Linked DNA regions of Oryctolagus cuniculus: all the other regions are linked to region 1. Evidence: chromatin contacts called from public Hi-C and Micro-C data. All regions are on one chromosome and are shown on one strand. The core of a region is the stretch at or near the end of the contact, and the rest is flanking DNA. Distances in the headings are between cores, read along the strand shown. Region 1 holds the start of PLK2 (polo like kinase 2). Region 2 has its middle 330 kb from the start of ACTBL2. Region 3 holds the start of ACTBL2 (actin beta like 2).

The links. Hi-C and Micro-C count contacts between places; a contact is called where the count stands out from the background.
Region 2: a contact with region 1 is called in a Micro-C map of ear pinna, with 16 times the contacts expected there. The contact joins the enhancer-like site here to the promoter of PLK2 in region 1. A contact is called at or near these places in 5 of 6 Hi-C or Micro-C datasets (ear pinna, embryonic fibroblasts, liver and 2 more).
Region 3: a Hi-C map of psoas muscle shows a contact between it and region 1, with 5 times the contacts expected there. The contact joins the promoter of ACTBL2 here to the promoter of PLK2 in region 1. A contact is called at or near these places in 5 of 6 Hi-C or Micro-C datasets (embryonic fibroblasts, liver, psoas muscle and 2 more).

What each region holds. Positions count from the first base shown.
Region 1 is chr14:79,164,799-79,167,540 of mOryCun1.1, forward strand. PLK2 (polo like kinase 2) reads right to left here and starts at 1,422. Exons shown (of 14, transcript XM_002714049.5): 1 at 1,032-1,422; 2 at 369-476; 3 at 91-207. The coding sequence starts at 1,286.
Region 2 is chr14:78,506,459-78,509,329 of mOryCun1.1, forward strand. No RefSeq gene overlaps it. Among named protein-coding and RNA genes, the nearest start is that of ACTBL2, 330 kb to the left of the region's middle. Within about 2 kb of position 1,608, at least 1 of the 8 cell types and tissues checked has an H3K27ac peak or open chromatin away from gene starts, as enhancers often do. A contact at or near this core is called in ear pinna, where this site is marked.
Region 3 is chr14:78,179,020-78,181,719 of mOryCun1.1, forward strand. ACTBL2 (actin beta like 2) reads right to left here and starts at 1,318. Exons shown (of 1, transcript XM_070056727.1): 1 at 1-1,318. The coding sequence starts at 1,227. The coding sequence ends at 97. The region is part of intron 1 of LOC138845201 (a long non-coding RNA gene); the gene reads left to right.

The DNA.
Region 1 (2,742 bases), core at 172-2,671:
CACCGCTAGAATCCCAGATCAAGTGCTATCTGAATGCCATGCCCGGATCCCAGGGAGCGAACGGACTAGTAGGAAGCAGTTAATGCTTACCCTTCTACTGCAGTATTCCAAGAGAATGTAAATGTTTTCTTTGTCTTCAAAGTAGTGGTAAAACTGCACGACGTGCTTATGGTGAAGAATCCTGTGAAGCTCGATTTCTTTGTCAATCTAAAAATAATAATAATAATAATAAGGCAAGATAAGGCTGGCTAGCCTCCCATCAGCTCTGAAGAGCGGGTAGGTGCTTACACATGCAGAAGACATTTTCCTAACAGGGTAGGGCCATCCGTGCACACAAAGAAAATACTTTACTCAACAGTCATACACACCTTTTCCCTTTGATGAGGTTTAGCTACTCTGCTGTGCGGGATGATTTTTGCAGCGTAGACTTTGTTGTTTGTCAAATCTGTCATCTCGTAACATTTTGCAAAGCCACCCTGAAAGGAACAAAGCCGAGAGGGAACTGAGTGTGGCAGGAAAATGGATGGCAGAGCGTGACAATAAGTAACTAAATCATCGCAAGAAAAGCAAAAAAAACATCGGGGGCGGGAAGGGTGGACCGGAGGTGCAAGCCAGCGGTTGCAGGACCTCCGCGAAGGGAAACACATTCCTGGAAAGACCAAGTTCACACCGTCTCCCTGTACCAAGGGGGAGCTCTATGGAGGAGGCTGGGGTGGGGAGAATTTAAAAAAAAAAAAAAAAAAAAACGGTGTCTGAAGAGCCAGGTCAGAAAAATCCTCTGGGGACAGGTGCGGGAAGCCCTGCCTTCGAATGTGCCCGGGCTTCGGCAAAGGATGGAAGAGCCGAGCCCCAGCGCCGCCGCCAGGGCACCAAACCCGGAGGGCCGCAGCCGAGGGGCCCCGGTCACGCGAGGCCGGACCCTGGGGAGGCTGCGAGGTGGCGGGGCTCGCGTCTGGCTCGGCTCGGAGCAGCCCGGGCAGCACCGCCCGCCCGTCCGCCCGCCCGGCCGCCCGCCGCCCGCCGCTCATCACCTTCCCCAGCACTTTGCCCCGGCAGTAGCGCTTCCCCGTCGTAGGATCCACGATAATCCGCGAGATCTCGGGCCCCGAGTGCGAATGGTGGTGCTGGTGGTGCGCGGCCGCCGGCGGCACCTGCGCCTGCGGCTCCTCGGAGACCTGCTGCGGCCGCTTCTTCTTCGAGTCCCCGCCGCTGGCCTTGCCCAGCGCCTGCTCGCAGATCTTGGTGCTGGCGGCCGGCTGGTAGGTGATAGTCCTCAAGAGCTCCATGGTCGCCTCGCCACCCCTTACCGCCTCGCTGCCGCCTCCGATGCCCGGACACACGTCCGAGCCGGCCCCGTGCCTCGAACCCCAGTCCCTGCCACCCGCCTGCGCCCGTCACCTGCTCCACTTGTGCGAGTGCGAGCGCTCGGCGGAGACTTATATACCGGCCGCGAGGGAGCGGGGCGGAGACTCCGGGCGATGTGTGACATCACGGGAACCGTCCCGCCCACTGGCCGCCCGGGCGCGCGGGTCGGGGAGCCCGGCTCCTCGGACTCGGACCTCGGGCGCGCTCGCCGCGACCCCGGCGGCACCCAGCCGTCGGCGGGGCTGCCACCGCGCCCTTGCAATGCCCCGCGCTTCGGCGTGAATCAGAAACCTAAGGGCCGCGGGCCCCCCGCCCCGCACAGCCCTTCCCCGAAGCCCACGACGCGACAGCGCCTGGGTCGAGGCGCGGGTAGCCGGAGCCCTCAGCGGCCGTCTGCAGCGGGCCGGGGGCCGTCGCCCCAGGCGCTCTCTGCACCGGCTCTGGTCTAGTTGGGGGCGGCGTGGCGAGATCCGGCCACGCTAAAGGCAGGGCATGCGCGCGGGGCCCCATCGGCGGCCCGGCGGCCTCTGGCCCCCACTCCGACCTCTGTCCGAGGTCAGGGCCTTAACCTTGCAGAGCCAGCGGGTCTGCGCTCCGGCCGGGCTCGTGCCTGGGATAGAGGAAGAAACGAGGGCAAGATCGCCACCCCGTGGAATCTTCTAGAAGTGCGGTTAACGGCCGTGGTTAACCACATCCTGGGAATTTACTTTTTAAACAAAAAAAAAAAAAATAATAAGTTTTTTTTTTTTTTTTTGACGGTGGTGTCGAAAGAGTTACGGGGGCGGGCGTTTGCTTTGCGGTTAAGGTGGGGAGGGGGCGGGCAGGACCCTTGCGTCCCACATCCGAGTTCCTGGGCTGGATCCCGGCTCCAGACTCCTGCTTCCTGCTGGTGTGCACCCTGGGGGGCAGCAGGTGATGGCTCAGGACTTGGGTCTCTGCCACCCACGTGAGAGACCTGCTCGAGTTCAGGCTCCAGGCTTCCGCTAGGAGTCGTAGGTATTTGGGGGAATGAGGGGGACCAGGGAATGTGGTCCCTCCCTTTCTCCATCTCAGTCTGCCGCTCAAATTTTTGAAAGCAAGGAAGGGCGGTGTTAATTACTCAGGACTGTTTTATTTATTTTTGTGATTGTTACTTTTTTATTTAATTCCAGAGAACAGATTTTTCATAGGTAATGATTCCAAGAAGACAATGATACGTTCCTCCCCCCCTCCCTCCTTTTTCTCTTTCATTTTTTGTGATCATATACCTTCAGTTTATAACGCCGGGCGCAGTGCTCCGGTACACCAAGAACGCTACAAGTTAAAGGTAGATAAACCCCTGTTCCGCGTGTAGAACACAGTCAAGTCACAAGATGTCAGTTAACTTCGAGATACGTT
Region 2 (2,871 bases), core at 358-2,857, 660 kb before region 1:
TGGTGTAGACTTTGCCACACTGGTGTGTCACAGGCACTGGCCTGGGAATTAAAATACCTACTATCAGCTCCAGCTTCGTCTCTAAAGCTTCTGACCCAAGGCATGCCCTTTTCAGCCTCCATCCCTGTGTCGATTAAACTACAGATGCAGTCCTCCTTTCCTGCTCTAATATTTGATGGTGTTAGAAACTTTGTGATACGATGGAAATCACATGCACTTTGAAATATAAGCAAACTTCCAGGTATGGGATGTGGGACACAGATCCAGTGGCCTCTGAAAGCTTCTTATCAATAAAACAAAGAGAATAGCACTTTTCTTCTAGGGGGGTTGTGAAAATGAGAGATAGCATGTAATTTCTTGTAAAAATAGTCAATATGGATGGTTTTAAATGAGAAAAACTATTTTTTATTCACTAGTGTCATACTTAGTCCTACATAGGCCTATGTTGCAAGATAAGTTGCTAAGTGAATTTTAATGGTGAAAGTGATTCAGAATTCCTGGCTCTGTGTGTGAACAGAAAGGCAGCTCTATCCCAAGGCCTCTTGGAAATGCTGTGGGAGGTTGGAGCCCCATTGCACAATTAACATCTCAATACAACCTGTATGGCCCTGATAATCTCTATGACCCCTCTTAGCTCTGTAGCGAAGTTCTGATGGTAAAGAATTGCTGGCTGCTTCGCTCACATCTAGCAAATGCAGAGGAGCCTTGCCAGCTTTAAGAGATTCAACAGACACTTCTTTGAATGTTTCTTCTTTAATACTTGTGTGGGGAATTGTGCAGGACGCTAGGGATGGGGTATGGGCAAAGATAGTTAAAGACACCCATGTAAGCCAAGATCTAATGTTTCAGCCAAGTGGGGAATCTGTCAGAAAATAGACTACATCTTGGGAAAAATAAAATACCATTTCCTTAGACTTCCATCAAAAACAAAGTTCTCTCATTTATAGGAAAACGGATCATTTAACAACTTGAAGATTTTACCTGTAGGAAGATAGTTTCTTGAAATCTCTTGTGCCTATAAGAACTGAAGGCAATTTTGCAACCATGAAATTGATAATGTGTTTACATTTTCCCCCATTGTTTTTATCTTAACCTTGAGCCTGGACCAAATTCTGTCCTCTAGAGGTCACTAATGCACTAGACTTGAAGGCCACATGGCCTTCCAAGATGCTCAGGAAGAGCTAAGGGCTTTGTTCATTATTTGAGTCAAAGAGAAAAGAAGGCAAATAAATTATCCTAAGGGCTGCTCTCCAGCTAGTCTCTTAAGAAGTAGGAAATCTTGTCTGGCATAAAGCTTTTTTAATTGATTTTTCTTCATTTATCTTGGCTTCCCTCTGCACTGAAGTTGCTGGAGGAAACTCATAATGGTTAATGCTTTTTAACCAATGGCTCAATTTTGGAAGTTAGAAAAAGTTTTCTGCAGAAGAGAAAAACTGACATAGAAATATATGATTTTAGTGACCCTTAAATGAGTGTACTTCCATTGGTGCTGTGGCGAGGCAGAAGGTCTCTGTGTGCCTCCTTGGTGTGGTGTATTCAGAGGTCATGGGCATACTGGGGCAAGAAGCAGGGAAACCTGGCCCTTTAATGAACTGTTACGTAAGTTCTGAGCTGCCTTCCGTGGGAGAATGCCATCATCTCAAGTACTTACTGTCTCTGCAGATGGATCAGAAACTGCACAAACAGGGGTCCCTTTGGTAGTCAAAAGACACCTTTCCCTTGGAGGAAATTTCTGTGGAGATTCATGAAATTGGCAATCTGAAAGTCTTAAGGGGACTTTTTCCATGTGTTTGCCCTTTTCATGCCTTAATGATGCTTTGCTCTCCTGTGAAGCTGATTGTCTCCTTGGGAGAGAACTTGCCTTGAGAATAGGACTGCGTGTTGGCAGCTGGACTGAACACGGAGCATAAACAGCCTGCTACTGAGAGTCTGGGACATGTTGCGGCACAGCCCCTGCCCAGGGACTGCCTTACTCAAGGCGTGACCTGGGAGTCACCACCAGCCGTTCACAGCATTGTTCCTGCTGCTCTAGTTGCTCTCCAAGGAGAGGAATTCCTACACCACAGCTTTCCCAGGGTCCAGACACTTGCCAGCAGCTGAGCCATCAGGAAATTGCCTCTCCCCTCTTCCTTCCTCCATTCCTTCCTGAGCATTCTGCACTCTGAGGTGTGGCCAACTCTCAGAAGATCTGCTGGGATTGATTGACAAGAAAACAAACCTTCCTCTAGATAAGAAAGATCACACACTATAGGAAATCTATTTGCTTCTGGGTGGAGCAAGCCTGGTTTCTTTCTCTCGCCTTTTTAACATCTATGCTGCTGACTCTGTGGTTTCTTATCATTTCTTTAGGATATGAGTGGCAGCTACCCTGCAAACAATGAGCTTTGTGTGGGTAACTTTGTCTAGCTAATTCACAAGGAAGTGAAGTGCTTTGTCCTGGAGAGTTTGTGGTGGTCTTTCTCAGGGTTGTTAGACTTTTGTACTTAGTACTGAGAAAGAAAGAGGCAAATATTAATCTCTGAACTGTTCTCTTTGCTTGGTACTCCTTTATTTTTAAAATATTTATTTGCATCTTATTTGAAAAGCAGAAAGAAACAACTTCTTCCACTTGCTGATTCACTCCTCAAGGGCCTGCAATAGCAAGGGCTAGGCTAGGGTGAAGACAGGAGCTGGAGCTCAATCCAGATCTCCCACATGGGTAGCCGTAACCCAAGTGCTTGAGTCATTGCTGCTGCCACCAGGATGTCCATTAACAGGAAACCAGGTTGACAGCAGGGTAGGTGGAACTGGGACCAGGCCCTGCAACATGGACGTGGGCGTCCCAAGCAGTGACCTAAGTGCTTCTGCAAATTCTTGCCCCTGGAGTCCCTT
Region 3 (2,700 bases), core at 68-2,567, 990 kb before region 1:
GGAATGAGTGGACTGGTCAGTGTGGATAAAAACAAGGTCATACCATCACTGTGACCTGAAAAGGGGAAAAATGTAAATTTTGACATGGAAGCCCAATCAGAAGCATTTTCTATGAACAATAGGAGGACCAGCTTCATCGTATTCCTGCTTACTGATCCACATCTGCTGGAACGTGGACAGGCTGGCCAGGATGGAGCCCCCAATCCAAACGGAATACTTGCGTTCTGGGGGGGCAATGATCTTGACTTTCATGGTGCTGGGGGCCAGGGTCATGATCTCCTTCTGCATCCGGTCAGCAATGCCTGGGTACATGGTGCTGCCTCCAGACAACACTGTGTTGGCATATAAATCCTTGCGAATATCCACATCACACTTCATGGTGGAGTTGAAGGTTGTCTCATGGATTCCACTGGACTCGATGCCCAGAAAGGAAGGCTGGAAAATGGCTTCAGGGCATCGGAAGCGCTCGTTCCCAATGGTGATCACCTGCCCATCAGGAAGCTCATAGCTTCTCTCCAGTGAGGAAGATGCTGCTGCACCGATCATCTCTTGCTCAAAGTCTAGGGCCACATAGCACAGCTTCTCCTTGACATCCCGCACAATCTCCCGCTCAGCCGTCGTGGTGAAGTTATAGCCTCTTTCCGTCAGGATCTTCATGAGGTAATCTGTCAGATCTCTGCCTGCCAGGTCCAGACGTAGGATAGCGTGGGGCAGGGCGTAGCCTTCATAGATGGGCACGGTGTGAGTGACCCCGTCCCCGGAATCCATTACGATGCCTGTGGTTCGTCCAGAAGCATAGAGGGACAGCACAGCCTGGATAGCCACATACATGGCAGGTGTGTTGAAGGCCTCGAACATGATCTGAGTCATCTTTTCCCGGTTGATCTTGGGGTTGAGGGGTGCTTCAGTGAGGAGGATGGGATGCTCATCTGGTGCTACACGGAGCTCGTTGTAGAAAGTGTGGTACCAGATCTTCTCCATGTCGTCCCAGTTGGTGACTACTCCGTGCTCAATGGGATACTGTAGGGTCAGGATGCCTCTCTTGCTTTGGGCCTCATCCCCTACATAGCAGTCCTTCTGGCCCATGCCTACCATGACCCCTTGGTGTCGGGGGCGCCCCACCATGGAGGGGAACACAGCCCGGGGGGCATCGTCACCACCGAAGCCTGCCTTGCACATCCCTGACCCATTATCCACTACTAAGGCAGACAGCTCATCATCGGTCATGGCGCTGGGTGGAATCTTCCAGGTGGGCAAACACTACAGTGTGCAAGATAGGATGTACAGGCCTAAGACTCCAGAACTGCTTTCAGAAAGGGGAGCCTGTGCTGTAACCCTAGGTATTTAAAGGAACACATGGACCCACCCATGCCCTCTCCTACCAATTCCCAGCATTTCTGGGTGGAGTCACCTTTGAGGTATTAATAATGATGGAGATGATTATAGAAATCATTAGTAGACCTTCCTTCATAAAGAGAAAATTGGCTACCAACTGGCCAAATATCAAGTTACTGTAATTAGGCAGCCCACACATGTCAGCCTGCTTGGCAAGGTCTCTAGATAACTATGATGATGCAATGGGGATATAAGTGCAAGATGAAAGAAAGTCAGAGCTAGATACGGGTAACACAGCCAAGAGGGCCACTCCCTCCTTACTTTACCTTTAGGGTCCATTTGATCTCCATGAGCTTTAACTTTTCACTTTTAAAATATTGCTTTTATGAGGGGTCTGACTCTAAACATGTTTTCAACACTTTTCCATTAGATTCTGAATGCTACAAGATATCATCATGAGAGAATATTTTTTAGTAGATAAAAAAATGAGTTGCAAAGGTGGGCTTCAGTTGTAACTAGGACACATTTGTGCCATGCAATGAGCCAGGTATTTATGAAACTTCTTATCCAGAGATCAAGTAAGAGCAACTGAGTGATCAGTAAAGTAGACCACTGCAAGTTTTCCGATTTAAATTTTCAGTAACCAAATTTTGTTAAGCTCCTTGTATTCCTAGACATTGTTCATAGAAAGTTTATTGATTCCATATTGACTGCATGGAGGCTAAATGCCCAGTATCTTGTAAAATTAGTGAAAAATGCAGATACTGAAGTTTTATTCATTTTCAATAAGTTGTTATACAACAATGGACAACATTAAATGGCAAGATTTCAGAGTACATATTTGAACTGATCTTAAAAATATTTTACTCTGTCCAACTTCTTAGTGGTACCATTTATTATAACCCTCTGTGTACACAATGAGATTTCAAACAGTTTGCAGAATGTAAACTTGAAAATGATTGTTATTTTGTATAAGATTATGAAACAATGTATATGATGGGTCTTATAAGGTGAATGGAAAATAAGTATTACACACAATGTACACATGGATTTTTTAATATAAAGTTTTTATTTAATAAATATAAATTTCATAGATACAAAAAATATTTATCTTCAGGATGCATGTATTAACATCAAATTTCTCTATGGTTATAAAATCTAAACAATTTGACTAGTATTAGCTATGGAGTTTGTCTAATATGGAAATATAGATAATTCAGTAAGACATGTGTAGATAATTTGCAGGAAGTCAAGATCAAGTGTGTTTTTGGAACTAGGTGTCTCTGCAAGAGTCTATAGGGCTAGAGGCTTAGAACTAGAGTTTGGATCTTAACAGGCATGAGCAAGGGAGAAGAACTCCAGGAC